Regions from separate parts of the Sus scrofa genome. Here regions 1, 2 and 4 are each linked to region 3. A link is a contact called in public HiChIP or PLAC-seq and promoter capture Hi-C data. All regions are on one chromosome and are shown on one strand. The core of a region is the stretch at or near the end of the contact, and the rest is flanking DNA. Distances in the headings are between cores, read along the strand shown. Region 1 holds the start of SEC24C (protein transport protein Sec24C). Region 2 holds the start of CHCHD1 (coiled-coil-helix-coiled-coil-helix domain containing 1). Region 3 holds the start of ADK (adenosine kinase). Region 4 holds the start of LOC106506035 (undifferentiated embryonic cell transcription factor 1-like).

Region 1 (6,110 bases), core at 2,570-5,069, 360 kb before region 3:
TAAAAAAAATTTATAAAGTGAATTGTATATAATACATATGAATTATTTGAAAATAACAATAATGTAAATATCCATGTCTATATTAAGAAATAGAACAGTTATTATTATTGAAGCTCCATTATATTTCTCCCAATTATACTTTTGTCTCTCCCAGCCCCAGAGGTAACCTACAGCCTGAATTTTGTTATTCTTCATAGCTTTATCATACATGTATGTAATGTAAAACAATACATTATTTAAATTGGCCAAGAACTTTTGCTCACTACTGTATTCCTCAAACCAAGAACATGGTTTGTCATATGATTAAAAAATAAGTTATTATTATTTATTATTATTATTTTACAGCCACACCTATGGCATATGGAAGTTCCTGGGCTCAGGATCAAATCAGAGCTGCAGCTGAGGCCTATACCACAGCCATGGCAACATGGATCCAAGGTGCATCTTCAACTTGCACTATAACGTTCAGCAAGGCCAGATCTTTAATCCACTGAGGGAGACCAGGGATCAAACATGCATCCTCATGGATACTAGTCAGGTCCTTAACCTGCTGAGTCACAATGGGAACTCTCTCAAAATTATTAATATACAAACAGCTCAAACAACTTAATATCAAAAAAACAATCCAATAAAAAAATGAGAAGACCTAAATAGACATTTCTCCAAAGAAGCCATACAGATAGACAACAGGTACATGAAAAGATGCTCAATATCACTAGAGAAATGGAATCGAAACTACAATGAGGTATCACCTCACACCAGTCAGAATGGCCAAGATTAAAAAAGTCTACAAATAGGAGTTCTCTCTGTGATAGAATGGGATTGGTGGCATCCCTGCAGTGCCAGGTTGCAGGTTTGATCCCTGGCCTGGCACAGTCGGTTAAAAAATCCAGTGTTGCCGTACCTGCAGTGCAGGTCACAACTGCGGCTTGGTTCTAATCTCAGATCTGGATCTGATTCCTGACCCAGGAACTCCATATCTAAAAGAAAAAAAAAGTCTACAAATAACAATGCTATAGAGGATGTGGAAAGAAAGGAATCCTCTTACACTGTTGGTGGGAATGTAAATTGGCGCAGCCACTACAGAGAACAGTATGGAGGTTCCATAAAAAACTAAAAATAGAGTTACCATATGATACTGCAATCTCACTCCTGGGCATATATCCAGAGAAAACTCTAACTCAAAACAATACATGCAGAGGTCTCATTGTGGCTCATCAGGAATGAATCCCCTGACTAGCATCTGTGAGGATGCAGGTTCAATCCCTGGCTTCAATCACTGGGTTAAGGATCCAGCATTGCGTTGTAGGCCACAGACACGGCTTGGATCTGGTGTTGCTGTGGCTGGGGTGTAGGCCAGCAACTACAGCTCCAATTCAACCCCTGGACTGGGAACATCCCTATGTCACAGTGTGGCCCTAAAAAGACCAAAAAGGAGTTCCCATCGTGGCTCAGTGGCTAGTGAATCTGTCTAGGAACCATGAGGTTGCGGGTTTGATCCCTGGCCTTGCTCAGTGGGTTAAGGATCTGGCGTTGCCGTGAGCTGTGGTGTAGGTTGCAGATGTGGCTCAGAACCCGTGTTGCTGTGGCTCTGGCGTAGGCCGGTGGCTACAGCTCCGATTGGACCCCTAGCCTGGGAAACCTCCATATGCCACGGGATAGGCCCTAGAAAAGACAAAAAAAAAAAAAAAAAAGATACATTCACCCAAAGCAGCACTATTTACAATAGCCAAGACATGGAAGCAACCTAAAAGTCTATCAACAGATGAATGGATGAAGATGGATGTATCTATAGCTATATAGATAGATATCACTTGACCATAAAAAAGAATGAATAATGCATTTGCAGTAGCATGGATGGACCTAGAGATTGTCATATTAATTGAAGTCAGATAAAGAAAGACAAATATGGAGTTCCTGTCGGGGCACAGCAGAAACGAATCTGACTAGGAACCCCGAGGTTTCAGGTTTGATCCCTGGCCTCGCTCAGTGGGTTAAGGATCTGGTGTTGCCGTGAGCTGTGGTGTAGGTCACAGAGGCAGCTCAGATCTGATGTTGCTGTGCTGTGGTGTAGGCCAGCAGCTACAGCTCCCATTAGACCCCTAGCCTAGGAACCTCCAAATGCTGTGGGGGCAGCCCTAAAAAGACAAAAAAGAAAAAAAAAAAGACAAATATATGATGTCACTTATATATGGAATCTTAAAAAAAATGATACAAATGATACAAAACAGACATAGACTCATGGATATAGAAAACAAACTTAGGGTTACCAAAGGATAGAGCAGGAGGGTCCCAGAAGAGATAAACTAGGAATTTGGGATTAGGATATACACACCATCATGTATAAGATAGGTAAACAAGGACCTACTGTATAGCACTGGGAACCATACTCAATATCCTGTAATAATCCATAATGAAAAATAATCTGAAAAAGAATATATATGTGTGCGTGTGTGTGTGTGTGTAACTGAATCACTTTGCTATACACCTGAAACTCACAGTAAATTAAATACTGTTAAAAAAAGAAATACAGTGAGTTCCTGTTGTGGTGCAGCGGAAACAAATCCGACTAGGAACCATGAGGTTGCAGGTTCAATCCCTGGCCTCGCTCAGTGGGTTAAGGATCTGGTGTTGCTGTGAACTCTGATGTAGGTCACAGACGTGGCTCAGATGTGGTGTTGCTATGGCTCTGGCATAGGCTGGCAGCTGCAGCTCCGATTGGACCCCTAGCCTGGGAACCTCCATATGACAAGGGTGAGGCCCTAAAAAGACAAAAGAGAAAAAATAAAAAAATACAAAAAATGATAAATGAATATATTATAATGCAAAAAGTCATAAAATTGATTTAATGGATGCTATGAAGTAGAAAAATGCTCCTGAATTTTTATTATCTAAAAATAAACATCAATATTTGTACTAAAATAATTACTATTATTAAAAATGAAAAAAATTATTGAAAGGATTAAATGAGGTTATGTATATTTTTTAAATTACCACAAATACCAGCTACAATTATTGTTACTCACTAAATGGGTAATAATAATTACCCAATAGGCTGGGGGTGTTCTGAGAGTAGAGATCATCAGGCTTTAGCAGAGCTCTGCATCTAAACCAAGGCACTAAATAAAAATGGTTAACTAGGAGTTCCCTGGTGGCTCAGCAGGTTAAGGATCCAGCCTTTTCACTGCTGTGGTAAGAGGTTCAAACCCTGTTCTGCCAACTTCCACATGCCACTGGCCCGACCAAAAAAAAGAAAAAAAAAAAAAGTAAGAAGCACTTACTATGTTGTCAGGCACTCTATGTGACCTAATTCCGTCCTCTCCACAAGCTATTAGAAGGGCATTCATATTTTCTCCATTTTACAGATTAAAGAAACCGAGGCTGAGATTAAGTCACCCAAGTTAGAGAACTGAAGAGCCACAACTTCAACACATGAAGCCCAAAAGAAGAATTAGTGTCCTTTTATATTATACATTCCGTTCCGCAAAACTCAGGACCAGCAAAGGTCATGGGTGAGAACATCGAAGACGGAAATCAATGGGGCCAGGGGTCAGCAGGAAGTCGCTACAGGACTCTAAATCTAGCGGTCTCTGTCATAGCGGAACTGGAGGAGCGTTACTAAAGATAGTTGACCTAGCTTTCTCAATCGCATCTCAGCTGATGGGACCTTAAGTTACCAGGACTCTGGGGTGGGTGGCGGTGGGGGTTGGGGTGGAGCGAAAATGCATAGGAACCAGCGAAGCGTCCCAGGTGACGGCCATAATGGGAGGGGAAAATGGCGCGTGCGCGGCATCCGGGTTCCTCAGCGCGCTCCTACCGCAGACGTGGCAGAAGGAGTGGCCCTGGAACGTGGGGGTGGAACTTCCGGGGGCGAAGGGCCGGCTTCCTCGGAACCGGAAGTGGAGCCTGGGAGCCTTGACGTTAGGAACGAAGTCGAACCTGGATCTGGAGCCGGGTGAGGAGTGGCTTCGGGAGGTTGGTGGGTAGAAAGCAGAAGAGAGGCCGGGGTATCACTGGCCAGATTGGGGTCCGGTCTCAGAAGAATGGGAGGAGCCCGGGGCGGGGCCCAGGGAGAGACCCTCACCTCAGGCATCCACAGTCCAGGATCAGTCCTAGACCCTCCCTTCTCCCCTCTTGGCCCAGATTCCGGCTCCCGCTTCCTGCCCTGAGCCTGCTGAAGGGCGAGAGACCCTTGATCTACTGCTTAGTGGACCAGCCCTCTCTCTCATCGTGGCCTGAGAAGCTGGCTTGGCTTCTCGGGTTTGAGCCCCGACGCTCCCAGCCTCCACAGTTCGACTACTTTAAGAGTTCTAGGAAGCTTGCCCCGCCCCCTGGGTTGTCACCCTTGACTGTCCACTCAGAGACTTGAGCCTTACTTCAAACTCTTGGGTGTATTTGAAAGGGTTATTTCCTCGAAAAGAAGCTCCTTTTCTGCCATCCCCACTCCCACACTGACTTTAGGAGGATAAAGGTGAAGAGGACGTCTGTCAAGCTTCATGTGGTGCTCTGTGCTAGGTTTAGTATTTGGAAGAACAGCTCCCGAGATGGCGTTGAATTTAAAGAGTTCTAGTCCAGAAGCAGCTCAGTTTTTCTGTGGTCAAAATGGCCCTTCCTAGCAAAGGGGAGAGGCCCATTGTTCCATTGCAGAAACTGAACTTTTTTGCTTCCTGGGCCCCTTCTGTCTATAGGATATTTGGAATGATCAGGCTATGTAGAGTAGTAGATATGATCAGAGAGTCTTCTTCTTGAAAGGACCCTGGAAAGGCTCTCCAGTTCATTCCTCTTTTGCTGGAAAAGATTGTGATAATTTCGGTGGTGGCCTAGATTCATGACATATAAGGAGAGCACAAACTGGAGAGTTGGAGAAGTGCATTGAGATTTGAAATACTCATAGTCCCTCTGCTAGAAGGATAAGGTGAATGATCTTTTTCCGTGAAATGTAACTTTGCCACTGATCTTTGAACTGTTTCCCTGGGTTGTTGTGAGATGTTTTGTGCCAGGCCTGCACTTAATTCTAATCTGGTAACTTGCTAGAGTTTTCAACTGTTCTTTACATTTATTGATTTTTAATGCTTCAGTTCTAAGGTCCATACACTCTTGGTGGGAATACTGGGGATGGAGAAGCACTTGATTTACTGCAGTTTAACCAAAAAATGTCTTTTCTCTAGCCGGTTACTCTAAAATTTGCCTTCTGAGGGGGAGGGAATTTTGCCGATCTGTTTTAGCTATGAAGTCTGAGTGATTAAAAATGACTAGCACACTAGAAGGTATTCATTTTTGTGGAATGAATGGATGCTAGAGTTAATGAATGGAAAGTGGGAACATTGTTTCAGTTACCTGTAATATCACAGCAGTTCATCAGTGGTATGACTAGACACTAGAAATCGTACCACGAGGAATGGAGGCTGCTGCTCCATTCTAGTGGGCCTATCTGAAGTTGAAATTTATACCCTCTTGGCAATGACAAAGCATGGGGTTGAGAGTAACAAAATCCTTACTTTGAGGAGGCAATCTTACCTACTGTCTGAGGCAGAAAATTACAAAGATCCTTTGGTAGTGTGGAAATGATTAGGCCGATCACTGCTTGATAAGCTCCATCCTTTTCTGTCTCTGATTCCTACTGTGAATAGTGCTCTCTCTTTAGAAAGTTGATTCTGGGGAGTTCCCATTGTGGTGCAGCAGAAATGAATTCAACTATATCCACGAGGACGTGGGCTCAATCCCTGGTCTTGCTCAGTGGGTTAGAGATCCGGCATTGCTGTAAGCTGTGGTGTAGGTTGCAGACACAGCTCAGATCCTGTGTTGCTGTGGCTGTGCAGCTGCAGCTCTGATTTGACCCCTAGCCTGGGAACTTCCATATGCCATGGGTGCAGCCTTAAAAAAAAAGCAAGAAAGTTGATTTTGACTAATTTCTCTCTTCTCTTTCATCTAATAGGTGAGACCAAGTTGGGGATGCTCTCATAATGAACGTTAACCAGTCAGCTCCACCTGTGCCGCCATTCGGGCAGCCCCAGCCTGTCTACCCAGGGTATCATCAATCCAGCTATGGTGGACAACAAGGATCCCCAGCTGCCCCCACTCCCTATGGAGCCTACAATGGTCCAGTACCA
Region 2 (6,469 bases), core at 3,322-5,821, 330 kb before region 3:
ATGGATTCAAAGGATAAACTATATCCACAGATATTTCAGTCTAATGGTGTGTAGCCAGAGTCTTAGCCTTATAGGTAATAGGGCCTCTCCTCGAGGAAAGATGGAAGCATCCAGTTCTTGGTTTTGTGGGAAGCAGAAGCCTGAAACACGCATTTGATTCAAGGTGCTGATCAACAGCGTTTTTAAGGAATTGCTTATTTCTCTAGCCATTTCATCCTCTCAGTTGTGAGTGGGACAACATGTTAATATTTGGCTGTGAATGAGGTAAGATGGGCCAGGTTTAAAACTTCTCTTGTGCTATTCCTCAAACCACTCATTATTACTCCTTACCTTTCCTAATCTCTTTTGCTCATCTCTTGGTTTTTAAAGTGTTGTGTTGGTGGTGAAGCAAAACTCCTGGTGAGTTGTGTTCTGGTCCCTGGAGTTGTATTTTTTTAAATCATTTACTTTGCTTTTCATGTCAGCCTTTAAAATTTTTATTTTATTATTATTATTTGTGGGCATGTGTGTGTGGCTTTTTGGCCGCACCCAGAGCATGTGGAAGTTCCCTGGCCAGGGATCAAACCCAAGCCACAGCAGCAACCAGAACCACTTCATTGACAATGCTGTATTCTTAACCTGCTGCGCCACAAGGGAACTGCTTAACTTTTAATTTTGAATAGCTTTTTCTTTCCTGGTGTTCCATAATTTCTGATGGAGATGGAGTATCCTCGCCACCCTTCCCACATTCATCATCCCCTGTATTAAATTGGCTATAGGTTTGCCAGCTTTTTTTACTGCTGGTTTGCTTTTTATCTAGGGGATATCTAGAATTCTTTCTCACTTCATGAATAGAAAGATTCAGTGACTGGAGTTCCCATCATGGCGCAGCAAAAACACATCCAACTAGGGGCCATAAGATTTCAGGTTCAGTTTTTGGCCTCGCTCAGTGGATTAAGGATCCGGCCTTGCCGTGAGCTGTGGTGTAGGTCACAGACACAGCTTGGATCTGGTGCTGCTGTGGCTGAGGCATAGGCTGGCAGCTGCAGCTCCTGTTGGACCCTTAGCCTGGGAACCTCCATATGATACAGTGACTAATAAATGTCGTATAAATTTAATGAATTGTCCTTCTCTATTTTTGGCTGGAGATGGAGACTAAGCCTGGAAATGATGATAGAAAAAGCTATAATGATTTTGAAGTGTTAAAATAGCCCATTGTGAATCAAAGTGCAAATTTTTATAGGTTTTTGTTCTTTTCTGTCTGCCTAATGAACTCTTCTACTTTATTATTTTTGTATGCCTCAAAAGTCCCATTTCCCCCCCAAAAGTCATGAAATTGTGGTGGACAAAACAGCCCAGCAATATAGCTGTATTAATTATCTCATATTCTGAGGCACTTTTCACTTTAAGTGGGATAAATATTCCAACTTCATTCATTCTATTACTGATACAAGACACGACTTTATAGTACTTTCTGAGACTACATTTTGATGGAGCCCATCCAAGGCCCTAAGCTCAAGGGGATGAGAGGTAAGGCAAGACATACAAGCCATCATAAGGGGATATAGGCAAACCCTCCATTTGCTGTGGTTTAAACATACAGCTTAATGGGCAAGGAGACCATTTGCTTTTTCTGGGGCAGTGGAACAAGAAAGAATACTATGTATCTTAGAACTACCCTGGTTGTGATGTTGTATTAATGAATTATCACTAGAGAAGTTTCATAGCTTATCAATATATCTGGTTTAGTATATGTGTGTATCTGTATACACACAAATTTACCAACATATAAATACGGTTGCAAAGACAAGAGGAAGATTTTATGACTTCAGTATAGACTGTGTATAAATAACCTTGTCCTTATATAAGGTTTTGTTTGTTTTTATTATTTTGAGCAAAATGCTAAGCTATTCTGTGTATGATGATAACAGTTTGTGTTTAAATTTAAGAAATCTAGCTCTTTATTTAACATCAAAGCCAACATCATGTTTAATTTTTTTAAAATGACACCTACTTTGAATTCAGTAAAGATCTATAGAGAATTTATATAACTTTAGGCTGGCATGAAACTATATAATATCCCACAAAATGGAAATCCTACAACAGAACTCCCAATAAACATTTTGTTTATATATGAGATGCTTCAATAACTAGGGTCCCACACTTATCGTGACACCTAAAGATGTGGCCAAGGAAACCTATTTAGGCTGGGTTTCACTGCCAACGTGGTTCTTTTTCCAGTTTATTTAATAAAAAATGCTTTTCATAAGAGCATGGAAAGTTTGCTTACCCAGTTTGGACTTTCACAGAAAACAAGAGGAGGGGAAGACCTTCAAAAATACTTCTGTTAAAATTTGATATAGTAGAGACCCTTACAAAAGAAGTCAAATTCAGGACTCTGATTTCTAAGCCTGCACTCTATTTAAATGCTGATGCTGGTTTATAGAATGCAAAATACATATTACAACCATGTGCAAACTAATGTTCAGACTCAAATTTCATTATGTGCAATAAAAATGGTAAGTGATGGTTATGCAAGGGGTAGAATCATCCTTTCCTTTCCTGTCTAATTACACCAATTCACATTGGCATTACTTTAGCACTTTTATGTATAAAGTAGGCCAGTTGTTTATGAATGATTGTGGCCAGAGACTCATGCCTGCTTTGTGACCAGTGCTCCCCACACTTTCTCCTTTATTCCCTATTACCACAGAAGTATTCATAAAAGAGCAGGGAAGGCCAGGTGCTACGGGTCCACAAGGGAAGGCAGCACCAGAAATAGCCACCTAGCTATCCAACTAAAGGCTTCTCTTTCTCTACAGAGAAAGCAAGCAATGTGAATTTTCGCTAGTTTGTGACCCAGCCTGCATTCTGTACAGCAGCAGGCTTGGGGTTATTGGTGGTAGAAGTGTCTGATAGGAGTCAGCTTTATTTGTGTTGCTGGAGTCAGGGTGGAACTTGGGGCTGATGCCCTTACTATTCCCAGGTGTTGCTGTTTTCTATTGTCTCAGGTTTCATTTTGTATAATAAATGGCTTCTTTTGAAACAGTGTCTTTTGCTTGGTTTTATTTCTGGCTGTGATAAAGTTGGAGACTTGGAAAAATACTTAAAACATTTGTTCATTTAACAAGCATTTACTGGCACTACTCTAGGCACTGGGGATTAAGCACTGAACAAGATAGACAAGGTCTATTCTCTTCCGGTGCTTACATTTTAAATGGGTGTTGGGGGTAAGGCTGTAAATGAACAGTAAGGGAACAAGACAATCCAGACTATGATAGGTGCTGTGAAGAAAATAAAACAGCTTGATAGTGGTTTGGATGGAAGTCAGGGAAGTCCTGACAAACTGAGACTCAACAGAAGAAAAAGAACCAGCCATGCAGAGATAAATGGAAAGATTCCAGACATCTGTGATAAGTGATTTTAGCATACTAAATTTACACAACCAAATTAAGTATTGCTCTCCAAAGTAGTCATCTTAAGAACTACAAGTTTGTACAAGTTGTGCTTCCATTACATGGTGCTCATGTATAAATATATGCCTTGAGAATCAGCGGTACGTCTTTGTAAATCATTTTGGGAGGTGGGGGGTGGGGGGGGAGTCAGAACCAAGTCTGATTAAAGCTAGGCATCACAAGGAAGGACAAAGTCTATAAATAGGAATGATACTACTAAGTATCTTCAGAGAATTGGGAAGAGGATTAAGTAAAACAATGTATGCAAAAGTCCTTAAACCTTTCCTTACCCAGTGAGATCGATATAAATGAGCAAACGATTTCTGAACAACAGTAGCTGCTGAAGTAAATGAGGGCTAATTTTTCTTTGCGGCTTCTGGGGTGGTTCCAAACGTAGTCAAAACCAACAGTTCTTGAAGGTTTATTAAAATCATTCCTAGAGTTCTGACCCTGGCGCAGCGGCTCCCGCCAGCTGAGGAGGTGCGGGTTTGATACCTGGTCTGGAGCAATGAGTTAAAGGATCCGGTGTTGCCGCAGCTGCAGCTCGGATTCAGTCCCCGGCCTCGGAACTTCCCTATGCTCCGGGTGTGGGCTTTTTTTTTTTTTTTTTTTAATAGTAATAATAATTCCCAATTTAGCATTTTTCAGTCTCCCAGTTTTATTTGCTCCCATCCTCTCTGCCCTTGCTTAGGTCAATCTTTTTTTTTTTTTTTTTTTTTTTTTTTTTTTTTTTGGTGATGCGCCCGCTGCAGGCGGAAATTCCTGGGCCGGGGGAACGAACTCCCACCATAATAGTGGCAAGGTGGATCCTTAACCCACTGAGCCACCAGGCAACTCCAATCACCTTCTAATCCAGCCGGTTACCACTCGAAACTAGAGTCCGTTTATCAGTGTTTCCTGGGTGTTCCCGGTCCAGTACTGCCCCAAGACTTCAGGGCCCACAAGAGTGGCCTAGGTCAGCAGACGAGTCCCAAAGATTCTCCTCCCAACCTGCACATCGGTCTCTATTAAAGCAGGTCAGAACCCAGCAGCGCGGGTGCCCCGCCAAGAAAACAAAGCGGTGCATGCTGGGCGGGAAAGGGAGCCTCCTAGTTTCAGGAAGCTCGTAGGGTCACGCAGGGTCACGCACGGCGCCGCAGAGCCTGCCGGGAGCTCGCTTTGCAATGGCGACTCCCAGCCTGCGGGGTCGACTAGCACGGCTTGGAAACCCACGGAGGCCTATACTGAAGCCCAACAAGCCCCTCATCCTAGCCAATCATGTCGGGGAACGGCGCCGGGAGAAGGGCGGTGAGCAGTCGGAGCCGTGGAGGCCCTAGAACGGAAGCCGGAGGAGTGCAGGGGGCCGCTGGGTGGGAGGGCCGGAAGGTAAGGGTCTCCTTGTGATTGAGGGTCCTTCCCGTTCTCCACCAGAGGCGACCTGTATCACGGAGATGTCAGTAATGATGGCTTGCTGGAAGCAGAATGAATTCCGCGACGAAGCGTGCAGAAAAGAGATTCAGGACTTCTTCGATTGTGCTTCGAGGGCTGAGGTGACAGGAGGCTCCTGGGGTGCCCTCTTGGGAGGAGAATGGGGTATACAGTATGGTTCTTACTGCCTCTTGCTTGGTGATAAGAAAATTCTTCTCCCTCAAAAAGGGCGAGAAAAGTTTTTGGGATCTACTTGACTCATGCCAAAGTGCGAAAGTTTACAATTTTGAAGGCATCGTGATCTTGAGCGATTTGTTTTACTGCTTTTAGCTTTATCAGATGCACAGTGAGGTTAATATTCATATCTGCCTTAAAGAATTTTGTGAGTGTTAAGTGAAGAAATGAATGGGAAAACCACATTGTAAAATTTAAATTGCTGCTCAAATAGACATTATTCTCCCAAGTGAACTAAAGATAGGAAAGGACAGTTTATTTGGTTTCCAGCTTAGATTTAATTGCCAGCTGGATGATGGCTTCAGATCATACAGTCATTCATGGTTCCCAAGTCCTTTTGATGAAAGAGGACTGAGAAGATGACGCAGCTCTCCAGGCTGGTTAATTTCTCAGTGTGATTTGGGGTGTTGTGAGAACTATTAGCTTAGGTCAGGGCCAACTTTAGAGCTGTCATTTTAATTTTTGTTCTGTGTTTTCAGGCTGCCCGAAAGATGAGATCAATCCAGGAGAACCTGGGAGAGTTGGGGAGTTTACCCCCCAAGAAATTGAATAAGTTGTTACATAGGTTTCCTAACAAACCTCATGTCAGCTGAAAATGGAGAAGCATTTTCAATGACTGGACTGTAGCTTCTGAGAACTATGCAGAGGCTTTTTAGAGATATTTGCATTGTCACACGTTCTTTTTGAAGAGTGGAAGGACGCGAAACACTTTTTTTTAACCCTTTGGAATCATTATGTGGATGGAAATTATATTTTATGTTGAAATAAAATCCCCTGAAGAGAGCTTGGCCTTTTGTTGTGGATTAGGTATTCCCACTATAGTTGAGTCCTGTGTTCTCCCCTACACTCTGGAAAGTCTTTGCTCTGTAATTTGCACCAGGGTCAAGACAAAAACCTTTATACCACTTAGTGTCCTTGCCTTTGTATGCAAAGGATGCATAAGGATGTTGGAGTCTGTTTATATGAAGAGCTTTTTTGCCATTATCTGTAAATACTCACTGACTATCTGTGCATAGCCACTGCAAGGTGCTGCCAGGATAATCAGAAGTTCACAAACTGGTGACCCAGAGGTTTTGGAGATGTATTTTATTTGGCCCACACAATTAAAAGTTTGTTTTTAAATTAGCAGACCACATTCAAAAATTCAGTATCATAAAAAATCCACTTTGGCTGGGGGTGTGGCCAAAAAAATATGCTTTTTAGCTTTTTTTAAAAAAAATCAGGAGTTCTTGGAGTTCCTGTTGTGGTGCAGCAGAAACAAATCTGACTAGGAAACATGAGGTTGTGGGTTTGATTCCTGGCCTTGCTCAGTGGGTTAAGGATCTGGCGTTGCTGTGGCTGTGCTGTAGGTTGGCAGCTGTAGCTCCGATTCAACCCCTAGCCTGGGAACCTCC
Region 3 (6,265 bases), core at 2,992-5,491:
TATGGAGGTTCCCAGGCTAGGGGTCGAATTGGAGCTGTAGCTGCCAGCCTACACCAGAGCCACAGCAACTTGGGATCTGAGCTGCATCTGTGGCCTACACCACAGCTCACAGCAACGCCGGATCCTTAACCCACTGAGCAAGGTCAGGGATCGAACCCGAAACCTCATGGTTCCTAGTTGGATTTGTTAACCACTGAGCCACGACGGGAAGGAACTCCAGCTCCTCTGATTTTTAACCAGTATTTTGACCATTATTCATCCAACAAACAGTTTTGAGTGTTTTATATAATAAACAATAGAGATACAAAATGAACCAAATAGAATCTCTAACTCAAAGAATTTAGAGTTCATCAAAGAAGGCAAACAATTTAATACAGTAAGATGTAATTCCTGTTATGACAGGGAAAATATAATGTGCCATAGAAATCAGCAAGGCTTTGGAATAAGAACAGAAGACAAAGAAATCCAGTACAAATTTAGCAACTTCAGAAAGTGGATGGAAGTGATAAGGCTGGGGGAGATAAGCAGAGATTGGTTCATTTTACTTTCAGTGCAATGTAAAGTCATTTTTTATGTTTTACGCAGATTTATGCAGTCCAATTCATAGATTTAAGAGAGATCACACTGTGGAAATTAGATAATCAAGCAACTGGACTGCGGGACACTAGTTGAGAGATGAGTTATTGTGGTGGCCCAGTGTTGACACAAGGGATGGAGTAAAATGAAAAGATAAGGGCAACATTTAGGGTTGAGCAAAGTTTGGGCAGAGAAGGAGCACAGAGAGGAAACGTGAGGGATTTAGCCCTGATCTATATAGTCTGACCCAATTCTGGATATATTTGACTCCAACAGATATATGCAAAAGGCCATTGTATATATAGGTCTGGTGCTTCAGACAGAAGCCAAAGTGGAGAAAGATTTTCGAGGAATCATGATTTTTTTGTTAATGGCAACTGTAACCATAAGGAGACTAAAAAGACTAAGAGAGACTGAGCATAGTAGAAGAGAACCTATAGAAGGAACTTCCTGCTTTTGAGTAGCATGTGGGTCAAAGAGGTAGGCCTAAAAAAATACTGAGAAGATGTGACTGAAGAGGGCTTAGGAAAAAAGGGGGGAGGGTAATGGTTTTTAGTACAAGAGTGTGTTAGTGTGTTCCCAGAAGAATGGAGTGGTTAACATTTTAAAAGGCACAAAGAGGTCAAGATAGAACAACTGAGGGAGTTCCTGGCATGGCAGTTTAAGGATCTGGTGTTGCCGCAGCTGTGGCTCAGATTCAATCCCTGACTCAGAACTTCCTTATACCATGGGAGAGGCAAAAATAAATAAATAAATAAATAAAAAGGAAGATGAACTGAAAATATCCATTTTTTACAGTGGTTTTCAACTTTCTTTACATTACTGTCTCTTAATGGGCCTTGTCAAACCCCCCTTCATTAACACCTCTCATTCATAAAATTTTAATATCACACAATGTTTATCTCTTTATGTACTGTAAATATTGGTTTTATACATAAAAAGCATAATTTTTTTTCCTTACAAGAAGCAAATTTTGTCCCTGATGAGAATGTACAATTCAACACATAGGCATTGGTGATCTTAAAGCAGTTTCAGTAGTAGTTCAGTGGAATGCTGGAAGCAAGAATATACTGCAGCGGGCCAAAAAATAAATAGCAAGAAGTGGGAAAAAGAGAGATAAGGCGAGTAGATGATACAGTCAAGAACTCTGGCTGTGAAGGAGATAAAAAGACAGGAAAATAAACTGGAGTGGTTTATAAAGTTAAGGAAGACTATTTTTAAAAGCTGAAGGAAAAATGTGAGAAGGGAAAGGCTGATGATATAAGAGTGAGGGAATAACTATAAACAAAAGAAGACCCTGAGGATGTGGGAGAGGATGACACTGGGGAACTTAAGTGAAAAGATCTGCCTTCCTTAAGGAAAAGGAATACTTTTCCCTCTTTAAACAGAAGGAAAGCAGGTTTGTGTATTTGGCTGCAGAAAGATGATGGCTTCTATTTTCTCTGTGGAATAGGAGAGAGAGTCATCTATAGAAAGAGAGAATTCCTCTTCTCTACAAATACCATCTGCTACTCACTAATAATTATTAAGCTACTTAAAAATATCTAGTTTGCAGGGAACTCCAATAATCTATTATGTTTACTGTTGAGAAACAATGTAGAAATCCCAAGATTCGGTAAGAAAGGCTACCTTTATTGCCAAGAGAGCTTTCCCACCAAAGGTATGTTAAGTTTCAGATGATTTTTCATTCATCGAATTCCTCTTTTTCTATGGTCTCAAGTCAAAGTGTGCTCTGTTGTTTCCAACACTAATTTTTCCACTTGTAATTCTGATCCCATTTCCTTTTCTCTCTTCCCAAGTCTTAACTCCTTTTCCCTGGATCTTTAATCTTATACATTAGTTACCTGCTTTCTGCTCCCAAACATAAAGTGTCTGATATTCTTTGAAACAAACAAACCCCAAATCTTTTAGGGACCTTGCCACCTCAACAATCTTTTGCTTCATGGTCCAAAAGAAGAAGCAGGGAGTTCCTGTCGTGGCGCAGTGGTTAACGAATTAGACTAGGAACCATGAGGTTGCGGGTTCGATCCCTGCCCTTACTCAGTGGGTTAACGATCCAGCGTTGCCGTGAGCTGTGGTGTAGGTCGCAGATGCGGCTCGGATCCCGCGTTGCTGTGGCTATGGCGTAGGCCGGCGGCTACAGCTCCGATTCGACCCCTAGCCTGGGAAACTACATACGCCGCGGAAGCGGCTCAAGAAATGGCAAAAAGACAAAAAAAAACAAACAAAACAAAACCAAAAAAAAAAAAAAAAAAAAAACCCAAAAAAACAAAAGAAGAAGCACTAGTCTGCACGTGCAGTCTCTCCTCTCAGTAAATGATGCTTTAAAGCAGTTTTCTCAAATAACCCAATGACTTCCTAATCATTAAATCCAACGACCTATTCTCAGACTTCAACTTTGTCCTTTGATCCTTGCAGTATTTCATGTCCCTAATAAATTTGCCCAAAACAAGACAAATACTTCTTACCAAATTATGTGAAATTTCATCTGTTTTTGTTTTCACCTCGAAAGCTTCTTTCAGATGTACTTGTAAGTTTTTTTTTTTTTTTTTTTTTCTTTTTAATCTTTCTATTACCTCCACCTAAACCACTGTTTCAAACTCGATATATCCCAAACTCCACAAGATTCTTCCTTTTCATGTAAGGACTCCTAACTTTATGAAGGTACCACCTTTCTGATGAAGCGTTGGCTTCGGGTTCAATACAAATCCACCAAACCATATCATTCATCACTTTTCCATACTCGCTGTCACCTCCTCAGTTTTGATTCCCATCAACTCACTTCTGAAAAAATGCAACACTCTCCTCACCCTATTCCCCACCCCAGGCCCATCCTGGGCGACACGCTCTAACAGGACGTCCGCTTAGGTCAGTTAAGGATTTTGTCCTCCACAGTAGAAACCTGAGGCTGAGATCAGAGTCACCGGTATTCCAGCTCACTGTGCGTTACAAGACCGTTTTCCCGTGGCAGAGAACGGCGAGGGACCCAAAAAGCCAGAACCTCTTGGGCCTAGGGCCTAGAAACACTGGCAAGTACACCGCTCCCTTCCGGCCCAGCTGACAAGAAAGACCGGAAGGCCTAGTGGGAGGCACGGCCCCGGTAAACAGCACTGGAGACGCTTCCGTAGCCCAGCCTGGAGTTCAGAGCCTTGGCTATTCCGTCAACCCCCCAGATTTCGAGCTGTCCCCTATCCGCACACTCCCAGCCCCTCACACTCACCCCGACACCAGGGCCAGCCAGTGATTAGATGCGGGGTCCTCTCCAGAGCGAGGCTGAGGAAGCTGAGAAGGTCGTGAGGACCCCTGCAGTTGAGGTGCCTGGTAGATTGCCTGACTAACAGCCTCAAAGAAACCAACAGTATTGGAAAGATTAAACGAGCGGGAAGACGCTGAATGAGAAATATGTCTTTTGAAGTTTAGGATATAATCTTCTAGATCACACAGAATCTAGAAAAATAGGGAGTTTCGCATCTTCTGGACTCAGGCGCTCATCCGCAGTCTAAACCAGTTAGGGGTGCCCCTACAGTCGGACTGGCGGGGTCCGGAGGGGCTGTGCATTATCCAATGGGTGAGGCCCAGAAGTAAAGCCAATGGCTGTGGTCGGGAGAGGCGGGGACTAGGGGGAGGAGAGAGGGGCGGGGTCTAGAGGAAAGGAGGCGGTGATGGGAGGAGGGGGCGTGGCCAAGGAGCCGAAGGGGTGGGGCGTGCGCTGGTGCTTAAGTGAGGTGGGAGCGTGAAGATGGCAGCGGTTGAAGAAGAGCCAAAGCCCAAAAAGCTGAAGGTGGAGGCGCTGCGAACGCTGAGGTGAGCACTACCTGACGTAGGGTGGAGGGCAACGGCGCCTGCCGCTAACCTTGGCCCACGTGGGGTTGCGCGGCTTCGGCGCTGGGTGCTATCCTCACCGCCCGCCTGAGGCCAGCGCTCGTATCCGCTGGGCTGCGACCCTTTGCCCGGCGCCTGCCCAGTTTAGTTCAGTCTCCGCCTGCTCGCCCTTGGCCAATCACAGCGCTGGCGGGGCGCTCGGAGCTGGCGGTGGAAGGCTGTGGGCGCCACGTGGGAGCCGGTCCGCACAGGGCAGATGTGACCTAGGAGGACCAGACCCGACCTGAGCCGCGTCACCTGCGGCTACCTCCTTTTTCCTGGGGATAACGAGGAAAATGCGTAGCGACTGCACTACCCCGGGAGAAAAACAGAATTTAGGGGAATTTTCGCGGAAAGACGTCTTCACCTTATTTTTGGTATATTCGCTACTGAAGTCTGGTACCTTTGCAGACCCTTTTCCAGGGACCGGGACCCCACCTCCGAGGCTTTGCGGGGATGGAATTTGCCTGAATGGTTAGGAAAAGTTGATTTTTCTTACTTTCTTTGCATTTTTTGGCAGTAGTGGAGATAGTTCTCCACCTAATTTTTGCTTTACAGGTGATTTGATGTTTCAGCTTTTGCTTATTGGTTAATATAGTATCCCCTAATAAACATGAGGTGTAGTATATATATTCTTTGCTGATTTTGAAATGCTCCTTGGAAGGCAATAAATTTTGTGTCTTAAACTAGACATATCAAACTGATTTAGAACTCTTGAGACACTCCTAATTGTACAAGACAAAGCTCACTTCTTCCAACATTACCCTTCACCTCTGAAAGAGTGAATCATAATTGAAAATGAAAGGTCACTAAGGGATCTGGTGGTGTGTTCATGCTGTTTGAATGGTTAGTGACCAAATCCCTGCCAGTGCCTTTAATATATTTCATATTAATACTCTGGTTTCTCTTCAGATCGTATAAATCTTTCGCCTTTTAATATATTTCATATTACCCTCAAAAGGGCAAAGGTTTAGTGTGCCTACCTTACACAAAGAAAATAAACTTTTTTTTTTTTTGGATTCCTCAGGATGTTCTATTTTTGTTTTAGGATTTCAAACTATAGACTAAAGCAAAGGCTTTTGAATCAGACCTCCCTGGGTTAAAGGCATGTGCTTCCCTCCTTTGATCATTTATTAGAGAATTTCCTTAAAAAGCACCTCCTTTACAAATTTTCCTCTTTCAAATTGGAAGACAGCTGCAACTTTTCTGTTATCCTACATACAGCCCTCAGATTTTCTGTTCATGCTAATCCATTTTCAAAGTGCTTTCCTATTTTACAAATGAGAAAATGGAAGCCTGAGTGAAACAGTTGAGGAAATGAAGTATGAACCCAGAGCAGCTGGGTGCAAATTCATTGTTATTTGACTTTATTGTGTGCTTTTCTCTGCTTATGCATGCTTAAAATAATGATAAATAATAATGTTTAATATGTATTCTGTCAGCATGTTACCTACTTTAACTCATTCAATCCCACAGCAACCCTACAAGGAAGACACTATAATTATATCCATTTTATCAAGGAGAAAACAGGTATAGAGAGGTTAAGTAACTTGATCTGGGTCACCTATCTAGTAAATGATGGGGTTAGGATTTAAAAACAGTCTGATTCTAAGTCTGTACTTAGAATTTAATTACCATACTAAATTTATCAACTTTATGCAATTTATCCAAAAGCCCTAGTGAACTCTAGGGTAGTTCTCAACCAGGGGAAATATTGTCCCCCAGGGAACATTTTGGCGATGGCTGTAGACATACTTGGTGGAGAGTGCTAATGGCACCAGGTAGGTGGGATTTAGGAATGATGCTAAACATTGTACTATGCACAGGA
Region 4 (6,170 bases), core at 2,009-4,508, 300 kb before region 3:
AGAAAGTAGTTTTAAGGAGACCTAATTTTGGAGACTCCTTTCCTTAAATAGATAGACTGCTTCTAGAGGCGTTACCTTGGCCTCTCCTGGTAAAGCAAGTGGCTGCAATCTCTGTCACCTACCCCATGACTATACATCTCAGCACGATTCAGCAGAGATAGGGTCCTTCACAATCGAGAGACACAAATTTAAAAATAGTTCACCTCTGGCCTGGGTAAAATCAATCAGCATGAAAGGAGAACTGAGAGAGGATCAAAATGGTGACAGGGAGGGGGGTGAATCCTAAGAGGAAACTCTGGAGCAAACACAATAGTCAGAAGTCACTGTGGGGAAGTAGATACCGGGGGTGTATCACCCATAATGTTAAGAATAATAGTTAACATTTACTGAGGGCTTACTCTTTGCCAGACAGTCTTATAAGAGCTTTCCATAGATTTAATGCTTACACTAGCCTTAAAAGGTAAGTAAGAGGTAGATACTCTTTTTATCCCCATTTTACATGCCAGTAATTTGAGGTCCAGAGAAGTTAAGTAACTTGCCCAGGATCACACAGCTCAGTGGAGGAACTGGGATGCAAAGTCAGGCCTGTCAAGGTTCAGCCCTGCTCTTAACCACTGCATTTTAGCTTCGGACCTAGAAGAAGAAGCAATATTTAGGGAAGGGGTGCAGAGAAAGTATTGGGGGAGGCTGTGAGGTGGAATGCTAAATACCGAAGCGGGACCACCGCGCAGAAAGGTGCTGAACGTGTGCGCAGCAGCGGGAGGTTCGACGGAAAGCAGCGGAGGTGGGGGCTGGGGAGGCCGGGGGGTGTGGGGCCCACGGTGGAGACCAGCGGCGCGGATGCCGCGGGAGGAGGGGGACAGAGCAGCGCCGTGGGCGTAGAGGGCGGGCACATGGGGGCTGCGGATGGAGGGACCTGCCGGGGGGGAACACGCGGTCACAGGTGGGTATGGAGAGTCGGGCGTGGAGCGTTGAAGGGGAAAGGGCAAGGGGCGCGCGCGGACTAGAGTCAGCGGTGACATCGGGGCAGGAGAGCCCCGAGGGGAGGAGGAGCCCCGTGCTGAGGGGACGAGCAGACAGGAATGAGGCCACTACCAGGGCCGGCCGGCGGGAGGGACAGGGGGAGGGGAACGCGGGCCGCCCCGAGGGGCCGCCCGGGACGCCCCTGCGGGAGGTTTTGGTGGCCACGGTGAGGGAAGTCTGTGAGGGTAGAAGTGCGGGGACCGTGGGTGGGGGCCACACTCTGAGAGGGGCGGGGGGGGGGGTCTTCCCAAGGGCGTCTCACCCGGCGGACTGGGCGGCGTCCCCGCTGTCCCCGGGCTCCGCCACGTCCCGGGGCTGCCCGGCTTCCCTGCTCTCGGGGCCTCGGGCCGCGTCGCGGCGGCTCCGCCATCTCCGAGCGAACGCTCTGCCGCAGCCGGGCCCAACCACCGCTCCCACCGGGGGGGAGGCGGCGCGCTGCCGCTAGCGGCCCCGTTCGGGTCCCTGCCGCCTCCGGGCCTGGCAGCCGCGCGGCCGAGGTGCGGGGCCGCCGAACGGTGTTCCGCAGCGCTCGGCCGAGCCGCCGCCTTAGATACAGCAGGCTCTGCGCGCCGCCGGCAGAGGCACCCCCCTCCTCCCTGCGCGGTGGCACAGTCTGGCGAGCGTCGGGCGCCGCGTCTCTGGGTGCAGGGGCGGGCCGAGGGTGCGGGTTCTTCCACTCCGCCCGGCTGAGGGGGGGAGCCGGGCCGGCCCACTGAGGGACGGGGCGGGGGGGCGGGGTCGGTCCTGGATGCCGGCGGGGCCTGGGGGCGGGGCGAGACCCGGAGCTCAGTCCCTAAGGGCCCAAGTTCTTCCCTCCACCCCAAACTCGCTTCAGCGGCTGGGGGGACTGATTGGAGGCTGATGAATTTATGAGGAAGATTAATTCTTAAATGGGCACAAAAGGAGTGGGAGAAAGTACATCTCTCCACCTGAAACCTTGTAACCCAGGCTGCTAAAATCTAAGCCTCTGGCCTTAAGCCTCCAACAGCAGTAACACCATGGACTGTTTAAAGGTTATTTTATTAAATATCTTCAGTTCAAGGTTTCATTGTAACAAAGCTATGAAGGGTCTACCAACATTCAGAACAAACACTATTTTTAAATTATTTCTATGTCGTCATGCAAAAATTCTGCATCAAATGCCTTCCATTTCCTGTTTAAAAGGTGTTTTTTTTTTTTAATAGTCTATTGTCTATAGATGCTGACATTAGCCCCAGAAGAGGAGTAAGAATGCTTAAGAAGTGGGGCTGGAGCAGCCATATGAAGCTATGGGTCTTAATGAACTCTAAGACCATTTGTCTTCAAGCCAGCAAAACCAAACCCTGTGGTGAAGGTGTCTGCGTGCTGGTACTGCAGGCTGCAGGGCAGTAAGGGGCCCAGGGGCTGGGGCATGCAGGAGGTGCTCCGAGGAGCCTGGCTAAATCCAAGCACCAGCACCTATAAGTCTGCTCTCTTCTCAGCTGGCTCCAAGGTAAACCTGTAGCTTTGCCTCTTCCCCCAGCTCCTGTGCTTCCTTAAGGCAGTCCGGGGAGCTAGGGTCTACCCATCTTTTCCCCCAATAGTGCAGACAGGTCTGCACAGTTGTTTTGGGGGGAACCAAGGCCATGACCAATTGCTCCTCCATTATCTTCTCTGCTGTCTGCTTAAAGCATAAATTTTTCCCTCCTGGAATGGAACTCCTTGAGCACAGAGAGGGACAATGAATGTAGGAGCCTTGGCTCTGGACATCTCTTTTGGGTACATGCAGGTGAGGGTGGGGGTGATGCCCATGCAGACTGTCCAGCAATAAGTCTGTACTTCAGGTGGTCAGTAAAGAGACGCCTCTTTAAAGAGGACACCTCCTCTTCTTGCCAGAGTAGTCAGGTCAATCTCAAAGACAGGAAAAGAGATGGGCGTGCAGGACGGGAAGAGTAAGGAGGGAGGCACCCCTGAGGGCAGCCTGAATGCATAGAAACAACCATCAACTCAATCCCACTGCCTTACTCCTCCCATCCCACTTGGCAGAGGGCCCAGGCCCAGATGAGGGTCGGCACAGGGACCACCACTGTGAAAAGGCAAGACAAAGATGGTCCGAATCAGCACAGAAACAGAACTGCCAAGGGCAGCAGCGGGAGCCGAGACCAAGGCCTGGCTCTCTCCTTGCTAAGTTATAAGAAAACAAACACGAAGCAAAGCGGCAACCCCTCCCACTTCCCAGCTGCAAGGATTGGGCCTCTATATCAGGGCCCACGTGCATTGTGCATCCTATAGAAATGGATGAGTAAGTGAGTGCATGTCAGACTAACACGAGGTTTCTCATCAGCTTCGTAGCGGACACACTTCTGCAGCACCAATTCTCTTCCCTTCTACACTACATGGTACAGTACAGCAACGTCCGGGCCACTGCTTCTCAGTCCTGAGGCCACTGCTTTTCAGCTGCCTCCACAGCAGGCTGGGAGCTCTGAGTTCTCTCCCAAGTAGGTCTGATGGCCACGATGTTCTTCTCATCAGCCTCATTCTAGGTGCGTATACAAATTCTGAAGAAGTCCATTCCTAGACCTGGGGCGGGCAGGCCACCTCAGGGGCTGCAATCACATCACAGCCCCCAAAGCTCTGTCAGTCTTTGCCTGGCCCCCCGAGTCCATGGAGGCCAGAGGTTGAGCTCACCTCTTCAGGGCTGGTGGGTGAGCCCAGTGCTTGTGCCAGGATGGGCATCACACAAACTCCTGCCTTCTTGCTAGTCCAAGGGCTATCGGTGGTTTTAAAACGCATCATGGTATGGATCCCATTTTTTTTTAAAACAATCTTTTTTTTTTTTTTTTTTTTCCTTAAATGTAAAAAACACCTCGGTACAGCAGAGACAGACACGAAGGGCGGGCGGGAGGGCTGCATGCAGGGGCGTGCATTGGCTGCTGCCGCTTTGTAATTTAATTGTTTTAAACCTCAAACGAACAGAACTGCCACTGTCGCTCAGGCCCTCCAGAGCCACTGGCTGCGAAGGTTTGACCTCCGGCTGGGATCTCCTTATGCCCCTGTCAAGACGTGGTAACAGAACAGAGGACAATACAGACACAGATGAGTTCCCAAGACTTAAACACACGCCACACCTGGCTAAGTCTGCCTGAGAACCTGAGAAGGTGGAGAATGGGGGAGAGGCTAGTATTTACTTTCTTTCCTTTTTTTTTTGCCACACCTGTGGCCAGGGATTGAACCTACACCACAGCAATGACCTGAGCCGTAACCAACTGAGCCACCAGGGAACTCTGAAAGCTGGTATTTAAACATAACATTGTCTCATGATTGCTGTATCTTATTTAATTCTCACAGCAATGAAGGAGGGGGGCACCACTCCTTCCCTCTTTTGACACCCGAGGAAAGTGAGGCTTAGGAAGTAATCTGTCTGAGGTCACTGCATTTGGAGGCATGGGGTCAGACCCAAGTGTGTTTGATTTCAGAGTATAACTTATTATCCACCCCCCCCCACACACACACACACACTCTGTCCACAGCCTTTGCTACTTTTCTGGGATGGCCCATATATCCTCCCCAGGTGCTTCCTCTCACCCTCTTCTTCCTTCCCTGCCCCCACTTGTCCCAGCGCCCTGTGCCCCCCAACCAGGTGCACCTGTGGCTGAGCTCACTGCAGCGGTGCGGCAGGGGCCCCTGAGCAGTGGTAGTGGACATTGAGCCACTTGCCATCCCGGCGGTGCCAGACCCGGGTCTCCTCCGACTGGCTGGTGCGAGGCCGACCCTGCCCATCGATGTACTGGGTGAGGCGGATATAGGCGATGCAAGCTGCGTCCTCTCCGATCACGTGGACATGCGGGTTCAGGATGGTGGTGTGGATGGGCTTGCTGTTCTTGGATAAGACTGTAGGGAGCAGGGTAGGGTGGGGTAGGTAGGAGGGTGTCAGGCCTGGGCACTGGCATTTTCCTCCCAGCCCGCACTTCCCAAGTCTGTCTCTCTCTTGCAACCATTGTGGAGTCTCCAAGTCCCCTGTATACCTTCCAGAGGCCAGGAAATCCCATCAGATTAGTCTTGGTTATTCAAAAGGAAGAGAAAGGTAGGGAAAAATGATAATAGCAGCTACTATTTTAATCTGGCATTGTGCTGGGGGGTTTACACGTATAAGCTATATTCCTTGGTCAGTATTATTTTCTTCATTATAAGATGAGGAAATAGGCTCAAGGAAGTGAAGTAATTTGCCCAAATCACACAATATTTGAACTCAGGACCATCTTAATGGAAGCCTATGATGATCTTTCTACTGTTAGGCGAGTTGAGCTTTCATGAGGGTTGGTTTGTCCATAATTAGGGCTGTAGAGCAAAGTCAAGAACTTAAAATAGTTAAAACTGATTGCTGATTTTAAAAGGTCCAAAGTTTAAAAAAGATCACTAAGGCACCAAGCTCAGTATATTCCCCAGGGTTCCCAGGATTCTCTAGTGGGGGAACCAAAAGAAGAGGGATTGCATTATCCCAGCAAACACCGTGCCTTGTGTTGCATATATTGAGATTCACGTTTCAGTTCAATTCTAATGTCAGGGGCTACGTGAGACCTTCCAGGGAGCGTCTACAAACTCTGGAATTGCTCCTGGCTAACAATTACTTAGCTAACCTAGGTGAAACTGAGACATGGAGAGGATGGTAGTTAGTAGAGAAAAGAGTGAGGAAATAAAAGGGCAGGATGGGGAAGGCCCAGAATAAAGTGCAAAAGATGAGAAAAAAATGAGGAGGAGGATGGTCTTAGAGAGTGGAGAGAAAGCTGGGAGGTGATGGGTCAGCTTCTTTATCCTCTGGGACTTGCAGGGACTGTCCAGAGGGTACCCCCCCAAACCCCAGCCCCAGCTGGGCCTCCCGTCTCCCTGCGTGGCCAGGAGGAGGACCCTAGCCACAGCTTCTGATCTCACGATCACCCACAGTGCCCTGCTACTCGCTTGCACATTCTTATCCTGGTTTTAATTTCCTCTATTGTGAAAACCTGCGGACACAGAGCTTCATCATGACTCGTTGAGATCACCTCAACCTAACCACAAATGGTTTCCCAGCATCTTGGAAAGAGGTGAGTCTTAAAGCAATACAGTGACCCTGATCATGGCAACTGGCATTGCTGAGGGGCAGCTGCAGGATGGAGGGGCACACGGGGCTGGAGGAGGGCCTTCAAAGGTAC

Evidence for each region. Promoter capture Hi-C pulls out the DNA fragments that hold promoters and counts their contacts. HiChIP or PLAC-seq counts read pairs in DNA pulled down with a chosen protein or histone mark.
Region 1: an H3K27ac HiChIP or PLAC-seq map of alveolar macrophages shows a contact between it and region 3. The contact joins the promoter of SEC24C here to the promoter of ADK in region 3. A contact is called at or near these places in 1 of 5 promoter capture datasets (fetal liver) and 1 of 2 datasets of contacts at active chromatin or transcription factors (alveolar macrophages).
Region 2: a contact with region 3 is called in a promoter capture Hi-C map of fetal liver, with 4 times the contacts expected there. The contact joins the promoter of CHCHD1 here to the promoter of ADK in region 3. A contact is called at or near these places in 2 of 5 promoter capture datasets (fetal liver and liver) and 1 of 2 datasets of contacts at active chromatin or transcription factors (alveolar macrophages).
Region 4: a contact with region 3 is called in a promoter capture Hi-C map of fetal liver, with 5 times the contacts expected there. The contact joins the promoter of LOC106506035 here to the promoter of ADK in region 3. A contact is called at or near these places in 2 of 5 promoter capture datasets (fetal liver and liver) and 1 of 2 datasets of contacts at active chromatin or transcription factors (alveolar macrophages).

The regions. Positions count from the first base shown.
Region 1 is chr14:76,469,887-76,475,996 of Sscrofa11.1, forward strand. It overlaps SEC24C (protein transport protein Sec24C), which reads left to right and starts at 3,820. Exons shown (of 24, transcript XM_013983347.2): 1 at 3,820-3,955; 2 at 5,936-6,110. The coding sequence starts at 5,964.
Region 2 is chr14:76,502,747-76,509,215 of Sscrofa11.1, forward strand. CHCHD1 (coiled-coil-helix-coiled-coil-helix domain containing 1) reads left to right here and starts at 4,572. Exons shown (of 3, transcript NM_001190155.1): 1 at 4,572-4,721; 2 at 4,845-4,963; 3 at 5,555-6,469. The coding sequence starts at 4,598. The coding sequence ends at 5,668. It overlaps FUT11 (alpha-(1,3)-fucosyltransferase 11), which reads left to right. Exons shown (of 3, transcript XM_001928248.5): 3 at 1-3,030.
Region 3 is chr14:76,831,831-76,838,095 of Sscrofa11.1, forward strand. It overlaps ADK (adenosine kinase), which reads left to right and starts at 4,242. Exons shown (of 11, transcript XM_003359240.4): 1 at 4,242-4,380. The coding sequence starts at 4,316. It overlaps AP3M1 (adaptor related protein complex 3 mu 1 subunit), which reads right to left and starts at 3,844. Exons shown (of 9, transcript NM_001243516.1): 1 at 3,797-3,844.
Region 4 is chr14:76,533,071-76,539,240 of Sscrofa11.1, forward strand. LOC106506035 (undifferentiated embryonic cell transcription factor 1-like) reads right to left here and starts at 3,259. Exons shown (of 7, transcript XM_013983327.1): 1 at 3,214-3,259; 2 at 3,007-3,067; 3 at 2,345-2,380; 4 at 1,286-1,784; 5 at 1,005-1,200; 6 at 711-916; 7 at 622-633. The coding sequence starts at 3,259. The coding sequence ends at 622. It overlaps CAMK2G (calcium/calmodulin dependent protein kinase II gamma), which reads right to left. Exons shown (of 21, transcript NM_214193.1): 20 at 4,628-4,872; 21 at 3,811-4,034. The coding sequence ends at 4,640. NDST2 (bifunctional heparan sulfate N-deacetylase/N-sulfotransferase 2) reads right to left here and starts at 1,625. Exons shown (of 16, transcript XM_005671114.3): 1 at 1,286-1,625; 2 at 540-633.